2 separate regions of the Mus musculus genome follow, and region 1 is linked to region 2. A link is a contact called in public Hi-C data. All regions are on one chromosome and are shown on one strand. Each heading gives the region's core, a stretch centred on a gene start, on an enhancer-like site or on the middle of the called end of the contact. The rest is flanking DNA. Distances are from core to core; before and after follow the strand shown.

Evidence for each region. Hi-C and Micro-C count contacts between places; a contact is called where the count stands out from the background.
Region 1: a contact with region 2 is called in a Hi-C map of ventral hippocampal neurons, with 2.0 times the contacts expected there. The contact joins two enhancer-like sites. A contact is called at or near these places in 6 of 484 Hi-C or Micro-C datasets (embryonic stem cells, forebrain, nephron progenitors and 1 more) and 3 of 115 datasets of contacts at active chromatin or transcription factors (embryonic stem cells, kidney and pancreatic cancer cells).

The regions. Positions count from the first base shown.
Region 1 is chr12:110,225,036-110,232,239 of GRCm38.p6, forward strand. Gm40576 (a long non-coding RNA gene) reads right to left here. Exons shown (of 3, transcript XR_001780704.2): 2 at 2,582-6,205; 3 at 1-691. Among named protein-coding and RNA genes, the nearest start is that of Gm40576, 8.8 kb to the right of the region's middle. Within about 2 kb of position 3,151, at least 11 of the 459 cell types and tissues checked have an H3K27ac peak or open chromatin away from gene starts, as enhancers often do. A contact at or near this core is called in ventral hippocampal neurons, where this site is marked.
Region 2 is chr12:110,044,758-110,051,904 of GRCm38.p6, forward strand. It overlaps Gm34719 (a long non-coding RNA gene), which reads right to left. Exons shown (of 3, transcript XR_873006.3): 3 at 1,671-2,066. Among named protein-coding and RNA genes, the nearest start is that of Gm40574, 24 kb to the left of the region's middle. Within about 2 kb of position 2,909, at least 10 of the 459 cell types and tissues checked have an H3K27ac peak or open chromatin away from gene starts, as enhancers often do. A contact at or near this core is called in ventral hippocampal neurons, where this site is marked.

The sequences.
Region 1 (7,204 bases), core at 1,901-4,400, 180 kb after region 2:
CGAGCATGCCAGTTAGCAGCATCCCACTAAGACTCCACTTCAGTTCCTGCCTCCAGGTTTCTGCTTCTGGTCCTGCCCTGATTCCCTTCACGCTGAGCTGGAAGCTGGTAGCTGAAGTAAACCCTTTCCTCCCCAAGTTGCTTTTAGTCAGTATTTTATCCCAGCCTCAGAAAGCAAGCTAGGATAATCCCCTTGACCTACATGTGTTTGGAGCATGCCAGGAGGAAGATGCATGCTCCTGTCCTGCTCCAGCCACTGCTGAGGGGCAGCTTTGTGCTAAATGCAAAGCCCTGTGACAGACTCCCCTGGGTCCCCTCAACCTCCATGGCCTGTGTAGTCATGAAGGAGCCTGGGGACACAGGGAGAGGAAAAGCTATTGGTCCACAGTACACAATGGATCCTTGATCAAGCAACACCTACAGGTTTAGAAGGCCTGTGGGGCTTAGCTCCTTAGCGGCACTGACCACACACACTCAGAGTAGATGGATGGCAGAGCCACTGGCTCCTTTTATGATATGAGCAGGCGGCTCTGAAGACGGTCTCAGCAGAAGAGAAAGGCTGCCTTGGCTCCTTTAGCATCCTCCATCAGATGAGGCCAGGGCCCACAGAGAGTGCCGTCTCTCAGCTCCTCTGCCAGCATCCAGGGAGTGGCCAATGAGTCCATGAGAAGGGTCTGGTGGAGAACTGAGCCCTGGGAAGTAAAGAGAAGATTCATGAAGTATAAAGAGCTAGGCCTAGAGGAGACCCATCAGTGAGGCCTTGTCTAATGTCTAATGAACCAGGCGAAACCACTAACCAACCTTCCCTACCATGTGTCATGGCCTGGGTGCCCCGTGTGTGCCACTGGATAACAGTCTCCCCACCAAGGGATCCAGAGACACCTCAGGCTGCATTCTGCCAAAACTATACTTCTCTGCAAGGTCCATTTAGGGAGTGAGCACAGAAGGGTGAATAGGAAGGTGGACTTCAAGGAGGCCTGTGTAGGCACGGGGTGCCATAGAGAAGGGTGGAGGGCTGGTAGCTCTTCCAGTGTCTGAGGCGGGTGTCCTGCTGAACTTGCCTTCCTGTCCCCTCCATGAGAACATCACACTCTTGCCAAGTCCCCAGCAGTCAGATAGCTCACTTCTGAGCTTATCCCAGCTGTGATGAGGGGGCTTTGAAGCATCTACAGATCCTAAACTTAGCTATCCACTGTCCCAAGGAAAGGTCCCAAGTAGGTTCTGAGTGTGATAGAGTCTGCATTGACATTGGTTGTCCAGTAAGACAAGCTATGGCACTGTGCATCATGTGTCCCCAACATTCACTTGCCCTTCTTTGCTGAGAGGACCCTTTTGGTCTCCAGTAGGTTACAGAGCCACCCTCTAGGACGATGCACCCAACATCCTCACAATGCATTTCGTCGGCGGGGCGTGATTGGACATGCTGTGTTCTGTCTTCTTCATCAGGCTACATTGTGGGGTCTGAGGACAGGCGAGGCCTTTTGGAGAAGATGGCAACAGGGTATGGTGTGAGCCCGTAGTACCCAGACCTGGCAGCAGGCTAGGCACCCCAGCTTGGCTTACACAGAAAAATGATATGGACCTTCCTCATGATGCTCACAGATCCATTGGGACCCTCATTACTGTTGCTGGCCCTGGCATTTAAGGCAGCAAGCGTCTGGCACACACAGGTCCTGACAGTCAGCTGGAGAGGGAAAGAAGGAAGCTTGCCATGGTCGGGGGGGGGGGGTGGTGGTGGTTGTTTTCTGTGTTGTGCTATTTAACTGGGAGGAAGCTGTTGTGAGATTGCTGGTGATTCTTTATGTCTACCTTTTCAAGAAAAAGCGGCATCATCCGTCTCCATGGTGATGCGGAAATGCGGGCTGTAAACAGAGGTGCACGCCTGTACACGTATGAAATGTGTTGCTAGAGTTTGGCCCTTGCCATCACCGAGGGGGGCAAGCAGGTGATTAGCTCTTTCCAGAAAGTCTGAGTGAGCTTCTGTCTTTAGGTAGCTGGATCAATGTATCTCCCAAGTAGAGATGGCTCTCTCCATCAGTGATGCATATCCCCCGCCCCACGAGGGTGGATGTGGCAATTCCATGGGACCTTGCAAGGGAAGCACTCAGAACCATACTTAGTACCCAGTGATCTCTCAGGAGCACGCAAACCCAACACTGTGGGACTCAGGTCAGAAAATGTCAGCAAGATGTTGCTGTCCAGGGATGCCTGAGTCAGGGGACTGACCAGCCAGTGAGGGAACTGAGAGAGCTAGCTGGAAACGTGTGAAACCTGAGTGGAGCTCCTGGGCTGATGGGGGACCTGACAGTCACAGAGCAGCTGTGACAACGCAGCCTCTGCAGAGACAGCAACCATGAGCTGAGGGTCTTGGCTTGTTGGGGAAGACAACAGGGGTCTCTGGATGAACTCTGGGGAGCAGTGACATGGGACAAGGTAGGTATCAGCTCACAGGAGGACCACTAAGTTAACCCCACCCCACCACAGCACCCTGCCTGCATCTCAGACCACTGTTAAGGGGAGGAAGTGGGTTAAAGCCACCTTTCTGTCCTCCCAGGGTCTTGTTCCCTCCGAAATCTCCTCACCTAGAAGCATGGCACTGTAACCTTGTCATGTCTGTGACTGAGGGTCCTCCTGTGACTCTGCACACACAGTAGGCACTTCTAGTGGAGGAAATCTGGCACATAGTAGGTACAAGAGGACATCTGATGAGGAAGGTCCGAGAAACAGGATGGGTACTGGGTAACATCAGGTAGGAGACATGTTAGCACACTGTAGTACTTGAACACTGGCCAAGCTAGCCCCTGGCCATTCTTTGGGGGTACACAGAGGTTGCATGGTCTGACCTGCATGTGTACTCCCCTCGCCCCAGAACCTCAGTCCCCAGGCCTCTCCTTGGTCACCTCTGCCAGGATCTGGGTGTCCTCAGGAGACCCCGGGAAGCGGGTGCCGCAGAACTGGGAGGCAGTGTTCCCTTCCGTCTTCACATCGGGCTGAGACTCAAAACAAAACTGTCAGATTTCAGAACATTTCACAGCAGCAAAAATAACTGCACTTGGGGAAAAAACATGCAGACACTTCTCAAAGTCATGTAGTCGCTTCAACAATGTGCCAAAGGCTTCTGGAATTGACAGGTTCGGTTTGCCACGCACCAAATGCGCCTACCCCTGCCAGCCTCATCTCCCGAAGCTCCCGAAGTCTTTGTGTGCCAAAGCCGTGGTACAGAAAAGACAGCAAGCAAGCAGGACGCCACGGGGCTGCCTTGGCTCGGCCCTATTACATTACAGCTTCAAAAACCCTGCCCAGAACTCACAGGTCCCACATGCCAAGTCCAAGGTGACTGAAGCAGGAGCAGGCAGATGGGGGCCACATTCAATCGCATCTGATTGCACGCAGGGCTCTCCCCGTTGGCCACTGCATTTGGTCTTCCCAGCCACCTACAAGAGACATGTCTCTGCTGTGCAGATGGAGGTATCCCTGGTCAGAGGCAGCCTTCCTTTCCTGGGAAGGAATCCTATTGGCTTCTGTCAGGGCTCTGCATCCTCTGCAGCAATATGAGGAGTGGCTGGAGGACTGCAGGGAAGAGCCCTTACTCTGAAAGCATGTGGACCTGGGTTCGAGTCTCCAGTGCCCACACTAAAAAGTGGAGCATGGTTGCCTGCACCTATAACCCCAGCTTTGGGAAGAATGTTGGAAGCAGGAGGACCCAGGGACTATGAGGCAAGGCAGCCCAGCTAGAAAGGAGAGCTTTGGGTTCAGTAGAAGACGTTTTCTCAAGGTAATAAGGCAGTGATTGATTGATAGCTGGCGTTTTGCTCTGGCCTCTTAAAGTGCAGATATGGATGCACGCACCCATACAGGTACATAGGCCACATACACACAATAAAATTAAAACACAGTTTTTAAAGGAGGACAAAGGGGTGGTTAGGCATGTAGTTTCCCAACCAAAAATAGTAGTACCTTCTGTCCTCCTTAAGCATCTAGGTTGGTCACATGGCACATTTGATCACTGGGTGTGGGCAATGCCCTCTGACCCTGTTCTCACCTTCTCAGGGCAGGAAATGAAAGAAAGGCTCATCTTAGATGGCACGGAGAAGTCACTTGCGGATCAGCAGGGCCATGAGAAGCATAGGGGCTGAGCTGGCACTGTGAAGCTGCCCCAGGAGAACCTGGACCCTGTCCACACCATTGTGGCCTCTGAGGGAAATTAGCACTTAACCTACAGTGAGTGTCGGGCAGCAAGACTTGCCACGGCCCCTCCCAGAGCTCAGAACAAAGAGCCCAAACAGGGAGCTTTGCAGAATCCCATCCAGGGAGAAGCAGAGACAGGTGAAGGAGGTCTTCATAAAGACAGGACTCTATCCTGGCTAGGACTCTGGGTCCAAGCAAGTAGAAGAACAAATGCCCTTGAACTGGAGCAATGGTAGAGAGATGGAGAGATGTCAGCATGTTGGACATGGGCTTCAGAGGGAGCTTGGGGAAGACACTGGCACTGAGTGAAGCCATTGAGGGTGGTAGAGGATACTGTGGGAGAGCCAGTGTGCCTGTGTCTTTACTGGGAGTCGGGATACACCAGCCCAGACTCGGGCACTGTAGAGTGACTGAAAGGAGGTGCCCAGCAGGCAATACAGGTCTGGACGTCAGAAAATGGCCCGAGAGTGTAAGGGAAGGGATTGACCACTGATGCTTAGCAGTGGGTACCAAAGGCGGCAGTGAGACTGGCTGGGAGAATGAAAGGTGACCCAGTGAGAACGAAAGAGGAGTCTAAGGAACAGCAGACTTTTAAGGTTGATAGAAAGGAAAGGGCCTTTGGGGGTGCCCTGGGAGAAGGAGGATCCCCAGAGGAAAAGGGGGGGTATGAGAATTGCAAATCCAGAAGTCCTGAGAAAGAATGGGCTAGCTGGGTCAGTACAGTCCATCAGATCAACCAAGATGGCTACGTTGGGGGTGGAGGGAGCGGATGGCAGATAGCAGAGGATGCAACACAGAGAGTAAAGTCAACCCAGGACCACACAGGACATGTGAGAGCCTTTGGGGGTGAGCAGGGGGCTTTAAGGTATGAGGAACAGGGACACGGGCATGTGGGATCCTGGAGGAGCGCAAGGGTGCCTGGCAGAGGTGGCTCTGTGCAGCAGTACATCTTATTTCAAGGCTAATCTTCGCCATCCTCCAATTTCCACCGCTTTCTACTTAATATTTTCCTTAGATTCAATCCAAAATAGTCTCAAGTTTTAAACCTGCCTTCTGCTAGACAACACTCTCAATAAAAATCCAAATTTGTTGGAATATTTTTTTCTAATACACATGAAAAAAAATGTGCCATTATATAAAAGAGCTGTCCGGACACATCTGAAATTGCCTTGAAACCCGCAGAGTTCCCCTAGCCTTAGGAACTTGGGATAGGGGAGGGGCACACACGTGTGTCTGGAGTCAGGTGACATAAGGTGGCCTCCAGGCTCTGCTAACCCCAGCTGGATGATCTCCGGCATGTGATGTAACCTCTACCAGCTCCAAACTCCATCTCTCTAAAGTGAGATAAGCTTGTCTGTCTGTCTTTCTGTCTGTCACAAGCAGAGACGTCGAGGCGATGTGAGGTCAAGAGAGAAGCACAGTCCTTAGCAGACTGGCCTTAGCAGTCAGCCCTGTGAGCATTTGGCATCATGTTGATGAAGATGGTCCCTATGGGAAGGACAGATGGACACACACAGAGGCAACATGCCAAGGTACCTGTGCCTGGCCCACCTCTCTCTAGCCAGGGCTGTGAAATGTTCCAGCTAGACTCTGGAATAGATTACTAACCGCTAACTTCAGAGCCTCCATGCCAGAGATGAGTATGAACAGACCAGAGTGTGTACCCGGCTCCACGCTCCAGCGTTGATTGGCTTCTGGGAGGATCTACCAGGGAAAGAAGCTCCAAAGTACAGACAGGCTCTGCCTCCCAGGGCTGTGCTCACAGCGGGTAAACATGCAGAGGCTGCCGGGTACCACACCACATGACAGCCAGGAGATTCCAGCTTGCCCACAGGCTGAGGACCAAGGGAGAAGCAGTGTAGCCTGAGGCCATCACTCCTGCCCTGTTCGTGGTGCAGTGTACTTACGATGAGAATGCATGCCTGTGGATGCTAAACTTCTTCCCCACTTTTCCTCCTTTCTAAGTTTGGTCCTCTCTAACTGTTTTTTAAGTTGGGTTCCGTCTGAACTATGAGGATCTGAAAAAAAAAAAAAAAGAAGAATCCCCAAATCTCTTCTGAAACTGCTTTCTACCTGGTCTCTGTTGGGGTAAGCAAGCCTTGAACCAGCTCTTCTAGAGCCTGACTAAGCCCTGTGTTGAAACTCTAGCCCTGTTCCCCTCACTGACATCGCCAAGCCCACTATGACCCACATCTTGATAGCTCGCGCAACGCAGTTTGTAAAGATAAAACAGCCTTGTCTGGACAGACAACTCCAGGAGAGAGAAACTGCAGCCTTGCACATGGTCCAGAAGCCACATTTAACATCCCATTCCCCAGTTCTCCCACATAAACCCCAAGTATCCCCTTTCTCTTTAGCAGACACCCCTCTCCTTCTGTGTCTGTCCCTTGCTGTTAGAAATAAACAGTCCAGCCTATGGAGGTCATTCTCCTGTCTCTTTAATCTGTCTCGGAATCTAACATTAGGTTCCCTCCGATGTCTAACAGTCTCCCCTTGTTGGGGGAGTCAGGGAACTGAGGGACAGGAGAAAAATTTGAACTAGGATATAGCTTTAGAGAGTAGTCTGGTTTTCTCCCCGCTTAACAAGTACAGAAACTGAGGCTCAGAAACTCAGAGGACTCAAAGCTGTCGTCTGGCTAGAAGTGGTGTGCGCAGCCTGTCTTTGCCACGGGTTCATGAAAGCATTTTCCCAGGGACTTTGCTACATACACGGAAGCACCCTAAGGACCTCGTCTCTCTCTCTCTCTCTCTCTCTCTCTCTCTCTCTCTCTCTCTCTCTCTCTCTCTCTCTCTCCTCTCTGCAGCTGCCAGATTGTTCCCTGGAAAACAAGCAGTCTGGCTCCGTCATGGTTGACTAGGTACAGAAAGAAAGAACTCCGCTCAGGGTCAGAGGGCAGAGCCCAGAAAGCATGTTCCGTGTTACCCTGGCTGTGCGCTTGGCAGAAGCCGCTGCAGCCTGGCTGACCAAGGAGCCAAGTAAACCCCTCTCTCTACTTCCAGCACTGGCTGGGCCAATG
Region 2 (7,147 bases), core at 1,659-4,158:
GCCACTGCCATGTGTTCTGGGAGCCACAGCTGAGATCAAAGAATGGGCCCAGCAGATTCCTGGGGCCAGAGGGATAGCCAGGCCCTTCTCCTGGCTTCCACTGCCTGCCCACTATCTCTGGACATCTTTAACTGGTGACAGGAGGCTCCTCTCCATCTGCAGCCTGGCACAGAACTCTCCCGTCACATGTCTGCCTCTAAGTCTCTCCTTAGATACGGACACAGTCACTCCAGAGCAGAGCTACTCAGTACTGCTTTGACCTACTCTTAACTAGGCACACATGCAACAGTGCTACTGTCCCCACCCAAAATGGCCACATTCTGAAGCCCCAGAGGGGAATTTCACCAGCGCACTGAGCCGAAGTCCAGCCTTCTGCTCTACTGTCCACTTTCCTGCCCTAGGGAAAAACTGGGGACTCAACGTTCCATAGCTGCTCCCTTCGCCACTGTGTGTGAGGGCGGGGTTGGCCTCTCAGAGACTTACAGACAACCAGCATGCACTCAGAACACTCAGATGGCTGGGTTCTCACCACCTAGCTTTTCTCAGACCAGGAGTTGCGTATCTTCCCACACAAGCATCTTCTTAGCTTCTCACCCCGATGCTCAGGAGCCTGCTAGAGGACAGTAAAGAAAAGGATTCCTGAAGCTGCTGGGCTGTGAATGCTGGGAAGGGAATCTTTGACAAGGATGGCTAGACTGTATGAACACATACCATACACGCTACATACACACACACATATAAACTCACACATGCACGTACACACACATACTACATATATACACACAAATGACATACAAACACATACTACATATATACATGCACACATACATACATACACACCACATACACACACATGCACACACACATACTACACACACACTCATGCACACAAACACAGTAAGTATGACTGGGCTATCACAGGGACAAGAGTGGGTGCTTGTAGGAAGGTCTATCTCATCTAACAGGTTTTGGCCCCCAGCCACAAGAAGATTCTGTGGGGGGATTGCAAACACACTCCACTAACACACTGAGAAACTAAACCTTTCTTTGTTTCATCCCCCACAGTGGCCATCATTCCTACTGAGCCCCCCACCCCCACTGCGTCCAGCAGGCACTGCAGGGAACCATCATCCCACGCGGCCCCACGGACACCATCCCTGCATTTCTCTCACGGTGAGCCGGCTCTCCATTGGCAACGCTGGTGCCGGTCTCTGCCAACAGCTCCAAGTCAGCACTGTGCCCTGTCTGTTCCTCACCAAACTACAAAAGGGGAGAGGGTCTGGTCTTGACCCCTTTCCAGAGAAGGGCCTCCTTGGCGCCTATGCAAATGTGCCACCTCTGTCCAGAGCTCCTGCTCTGTGAGCTGGTGGGGAGGGGTAGCTGAGAAATGGCAGAAGGGCCCTGGGTCCCCTCCCCCAGAACAGGAGCCTTACTGACACACGGATCCTCACGATAGATAAGAAGGCGTGGGCGGGAGAGCGCAGCCAAGACCAAGAGCATCCCCGCCTTGTCTAAAGACGCCTATGAAGCACTCACCAACCGTTCTTGGAAACAATCTCAAGTTGTGCTGAAAGGGTTAAGCCTAGCACCCAGTCACCGGATCTCCAGCTGGGGAAACTGAGTCACGCTACCTCCAAGGGATTTGTTCCGTTGGAGCTGGAGAAGGGGGGATGAAGCAGTTCAGAACACTGTTGGGACCTCTCCCTTCCACCTGCTCAGCAAAAGATTTGCCAGAGAGGAAGCACTTCCGGAAAGGTCCCGGTGTCAAGAGCAGCTCCTAAGCGCACGCACGTTCTCCTCAGCGCTCCTTTGCCAGGAAGCCTCCAGAGCATTGTCACACTGAGGTGGAAAAGAAACACCAAGCACAGGAGGAAGCACTGGCTGGGTGGGGAGCTACAGACCTAAAGGAGCGGAAGCCATTTAATCCCTTTGCCATGAGGACTCCTTGTAATTAAGATCCTTGGGAACAAAGTGATTCCAGGGCATTTCATGGAAGCTCTGTCTTCACACAGTTCAGGTCAGCTGTAGGCACCGGCGTGGTCCTAATTGATGGCTCCCGTTGGGTCCTGAAAGAAAAGACGTAATTGGGGCCACACAAAACATGTCTCGCCCAATTACAAGAATCGGCACAGACGGGCTGACCTGTGACCTATAAAACAAAATTAAGATTTTTTTCCAACCTCACCAGGAGGTGTGTTGTATGTGTGTGTGGCAGGCCAGCTGCCCTCGGCTCCCAGTTCCCCAGTGGTGAGGAGACAGAACACATTGGGAGCCCTGGGAACAAGTGCCACAGGCTTCAAGTGGCTGTTGGGTGGCCTTTCAGTTGGGGGCCAAGGGTGGGGGCTGACACTCAAATTTTTGTCCCAGATGCCCAGATATATGTGGCAAATGAGCAAGTTCTTTTCTATTGGGCCCTGGGTACCAGCAAGCCTGTTCTTTATAAACAAACCAAAATCGCCAACAACCCTGAGACGTGTTAATTATGTTTAGCCAGAAAAATTAAAGGGACTCGGGAGGGGAGGGCTGTGGAAAGGTCTTCGGTGTCTTGAGAAAGTATCCTAGTCCCAGTCCCCACAAGCCTACTCTCTTCCTGCGAACCCCAAGCAGATGTCCAGACTCTAGGGCAAGGGCTGAGCCCGGGTTCTCCAAGGCTTTTCTCCATCCACTCTTCAGCCTCCTCTCCTGGGGAGCTGTTTCCCATCTCATAGGGAGAAGCCCTGTGGATGAATCAACCATCCTTCAACCCATCACCCATCAGGAACCTCTGACAGCAAAGAGGTGGAGGCAGGCCCTCAGCTCCCCAGGAAGACACCCTAAGAAGTGGACCTTTGCCTTCCTGCAGCAAGTGTGGAGCCAGGAGAAGTGCAGTGAGCAGCCAACTCCCTTCCTTCTCTCTGCAAATCAACACGGTCCCCCAGACTTGCTCTTGGCACGCATTGCTTAACTGCTGCTGTTTTCTCTGAAGTCGCTGCAGAGAGTCAGATAGTGAGCTGGCATGCTCTTTTGAAATGTTTACCGTGTTCCTTAAAGCAAGGGACACGCTGGTTCCTAAACTAATTTGGGGTCGCTAGATCTTTTTTCTCCTTTTGGAAAAATCTCTGCAGTAAACACAGGACTTAAGTATAACTCAGATGCATCGGGGAGTCAAGTAAACAGACCCGGGGCTTTCGGGAAGACAGACTCGTGTAGATCTGCCCAGAGAAACTTATTCTCAGTTCCCCCACAGAAAGGCAAAGCAGTATGCGATCATTAAGCTGTAACAAGGAAGCACAGCCTGAAAACTGGGCGATAAATACCATCTGCTCTTGCCTTCCGTACAAGGAACCCCGAGAACGAACACCCTAGGCTCAGCAGCCATGCTGCACAGGCTCCGCTGACATGTGTAAGGAAACACTTTCACATGCAAACTGCTTTGGAAAAAGAGATTTTTATTTGTAAAGTGTGTGAGTGTGTGAGAGACAGAGAGACAGAGAGGCAGAGACAGACACACACACACACACAGAGACAGACAGACTGTCTATTGGTCTGTCTGTCTGTAACTGGGGGAACTTGTAGAGGTCAAAAGCACTGGGTATCCCAGAGCTGGAGTTATAGGCAGTTGTGAGTCACTCAACTCAGGTGCTGGGAACAGAACTCAGGTCGTCTACAAGAGCAGTAAGCGCTCTTGACTGCTGAGCCGTCTCATCTCTCAAGAAAAGCCATGCAAGACGACCAATTGGAAAAGAAGCCTCAGCATCTCAGCCTAGCAGATAGTACAGTCCATAAAAAGTAAAATAAAATAAAATTAAAAAGGAAAGAAAATGGGGGGGGGAGAAAGAATTAGAACTCGGAGCTTCAGGATATGCATGTAACTTTCATGATAATAAAATAAACGAAACGCATCCACATAAGCCTGAAATCCCCGCACTCAAATTGAAGCTCGGGAGTTAGGATGACATTTATATGAATTTCACGTGGTATTTTGATTGCATGTCCCCCCTCCCCCAAGGAGTTCAAAGGCATTTATAGATACTCTGAGGATTGCTCTGATCCCCTGGTGAGGTGGCAAATTCTATTAGTTCGGTTGTTCAATTGGGAATCAAAACCTAGAAGCAGCCGAATGGCTGGGCAAAAACCATATGGCATGTTGCTGATAACGCCTTGGGAAAAGAACAGGTTCCTGAGCAACACTTCAAGCTCCCTGATTCTGTCCAAATTGCTTATTGCAATCTTTAAAAGTTACATTACGCCAAGGTGATTGTAAGGACAAATATAAGGCCCTACATTTCCAGCCCACTGGGCCAGCTTTCTTACACCTGCAGGATTGAGGAATCTGAGCCCCAACCCTACCTCCTCAGCCCCACCCCACCCAAATGGCCACCACCTCTGGAGAGCTGAGTCCTGAATGAAGAAGGGCAAGATCAGGCTGTGTGGGACGCCAGAGTCCTAAGATGGGTTTCCCTCTCTGCAGTAGCCTAGAAGACTTGTGGCTCTCTGCACACCAGTGGTTATGACTTCCTTTATGCTCAGTCTAAACAAGAAGTAGAGAAGGAAGAAGAAGGAGAAAGACGTGGGCTTGTTGTCTAGGGCAGATGGCAGATCTGGAACTGCTGCCAGGCATGAGGAAGGCTCTCTGCAGCTCCAGTCCGCTGTCATCGTCTCTTTATGGCTACGGAGGATGCGTTGAACAAGAAGCAGCCAGAGGGACCCTGGGCTGCTGCTGACCAAAGGAAGATCTTTGGCTCCTGGGTAGTGATTACATTTATTCCAAGGCATTTCCAGGCCTTACAGCTGAAATTGCTCACCACAGCCTCTAGTGACATCTGAGGAGTTTTAAGGACACAGTGCCTGGGAGAAGACGGGAAGCCCTGCTGCCGCAGGATGTTAGCTGGGATGCTTGGCTTTGCAGGCAGGCTTCATGCCTTGCCCACCATCCCCCCAGCTCGGCCTTCCTTTGACCACATCCAGGTCCTTCGCATGTTATGCTAGCTACCATGAATTTCCACCTTTCCCATACATATGTATCCATCATGTATTTAAACATGACTTCCTCAGGGAAATGTCTCTCCTGATCCTTAGCTCAGTTCAGGTCCACTCTTCTCAGCCTTCTGCTGCAGGCAACTGTTGGTCAAGATGAAATTAACAACAATGATAATAATAATAAGCTTAAATTATTCATTACTGTTTACTGTGATATGGAACATATGTTCCAATGACCATAAGATATGGGACTGCAGGCTCACTTCCTCAGTGCTAATTGTTATCAACAAATATCACCAAGGCTAATACAATGAATAGGATGGAGCTGTGGGGTTAGTGGTCCCAGTCAGGAAACATGTCACATGCTAGGTCACGTAGGCTTGCCTTTCTTGCTATGGCTGGACTCTCCCATGTCTGCAGTCTTGGACACCTGGGGGCCACCTCTGCTCTACGGTCTCCATTTGATATCTGCTGGCTTTGAGCAAAAGAAGGAAAGCAAGTCATGGGGACTCAGCAAAGTCGAGGTGGCTTGCTCCCCTTAACCTTCCTCCCATGGCTCCTTCTCCGCCGGCTAGTCCTTTCTCTGCTGGAAACGGCACATCGGCTTGTACTTTTTCAATGTTTCATATTTGTTCATGGGAAGTTTTTTTTTTTTTCTCCTCATTACTTCATGGGTTTCACTTGTTTGGAAGGAATCAATTTGGTTCATTATACTTCAGCCAGGCTTTGAAATACACAAGAGACTTCCAATCTAAGCCTTTTGTGATTGCACTTTATTGAATTAAGACCGCTTATTCAGTTATAAAGAAAGGCCCCAGCACCATCAGCATCTTTGTTTATAAGCTTTTGACTTTTTTCCTCTCTCAATAGAATTCTCCATAACCCAGGGGGGGTCTTCATAAAATATCACAAGAAACAAAGGTGCTGGGCTGTTCCCTGAACCCACCCTTACCCCTGATGAATTTATCAAACATCCAAAAGACTTTTTCACAAACAGGAGCTCTCTAAGGAAGAAGTCGCTTGAAGAGCAGCTGTGGCATCTCCAGCACGGCCACTTATCTTCACATCCAAGGCGATCTCTCCAGGGGTGAAGTGCAAGTAGTAGACCTCTTATAAACAGCCTGAGGGGTGAGATGGCCCTGCCAATAAAATTGCTTGTCACACAAGCATGTGGATCTGAATTCAAACTCCAGGACTCATACAAAAAGCTGAGTGTGGTGGCACCTATAATCTGAGCTGGGAAGGCAGAGAGGGGAGGAGCCTCAGGACTTGGAGGAGTTAGTCTGGGCTACCTGGTCACCACCAAGCCAATGCTCTACCCATGCTCACTTACCTGCATGCACACAGAGGAACACACAGACACATATGTATATACACACACATGCATGCACACATGCACACGCACGCACACGCACATACACACACACACACACACATACACACACACACACACACACACACACACATGTGCACACATGCACTCACACACACCAGAATGAGAAGGACAGTAGAGGGTGGGGAATAGACCCAAGAGGGATAAAGGCTGGAAGTATTCATAGAGTCCTGCACACATAGCTGGGTGTAAAACTCAGAGAAGCTGACAGAGCATGGAAGGGGATCGTGGATGGTCCAATGCACCACAGAGGTCCTTTATTTTTTAATAATTTGCAATTTCCCTAGACATTGAAAGCAATGAAAGATACAGGCAGGCAGGTCACAATTTTTGCCTATTATTTTTTTGGCTCAACACAGATACTGTTTTCAAAAGTTTTTAAACCTGTGAAGGCTATGCACCGCACACAGCTTCATGAACTCAAACTATCAGCTGATGAAGTCTACAGTGTTATGTCCTTAGATAAGGAACAGACATTCAGAACTCAAATGTCCTTTGCTTCCGTGACACATGGCACCACCCTGTGAGCCAGTTACCCAGAGGTGGGCACACATCTGAGGACAGAGGAAGCCAGGGGCATCTCAGAGTCCAACGAAAGGATCTCTGTGTTCTTGACTTGGTACCGTCTGCGAGGACGAGCCAGCTAGGGCACTCGGTTTCAGACAAGAAGCCAAGGTGGAAAACGACAAGAGAAGTGGAGATACCAAGCAGGCTATCAGTAGCAGGCAGGTCAGCCTCACCCTCTGCCTCACTGAGATTCTAGCCAAACAGCTCACACTTCTTCTGAGACTCCTC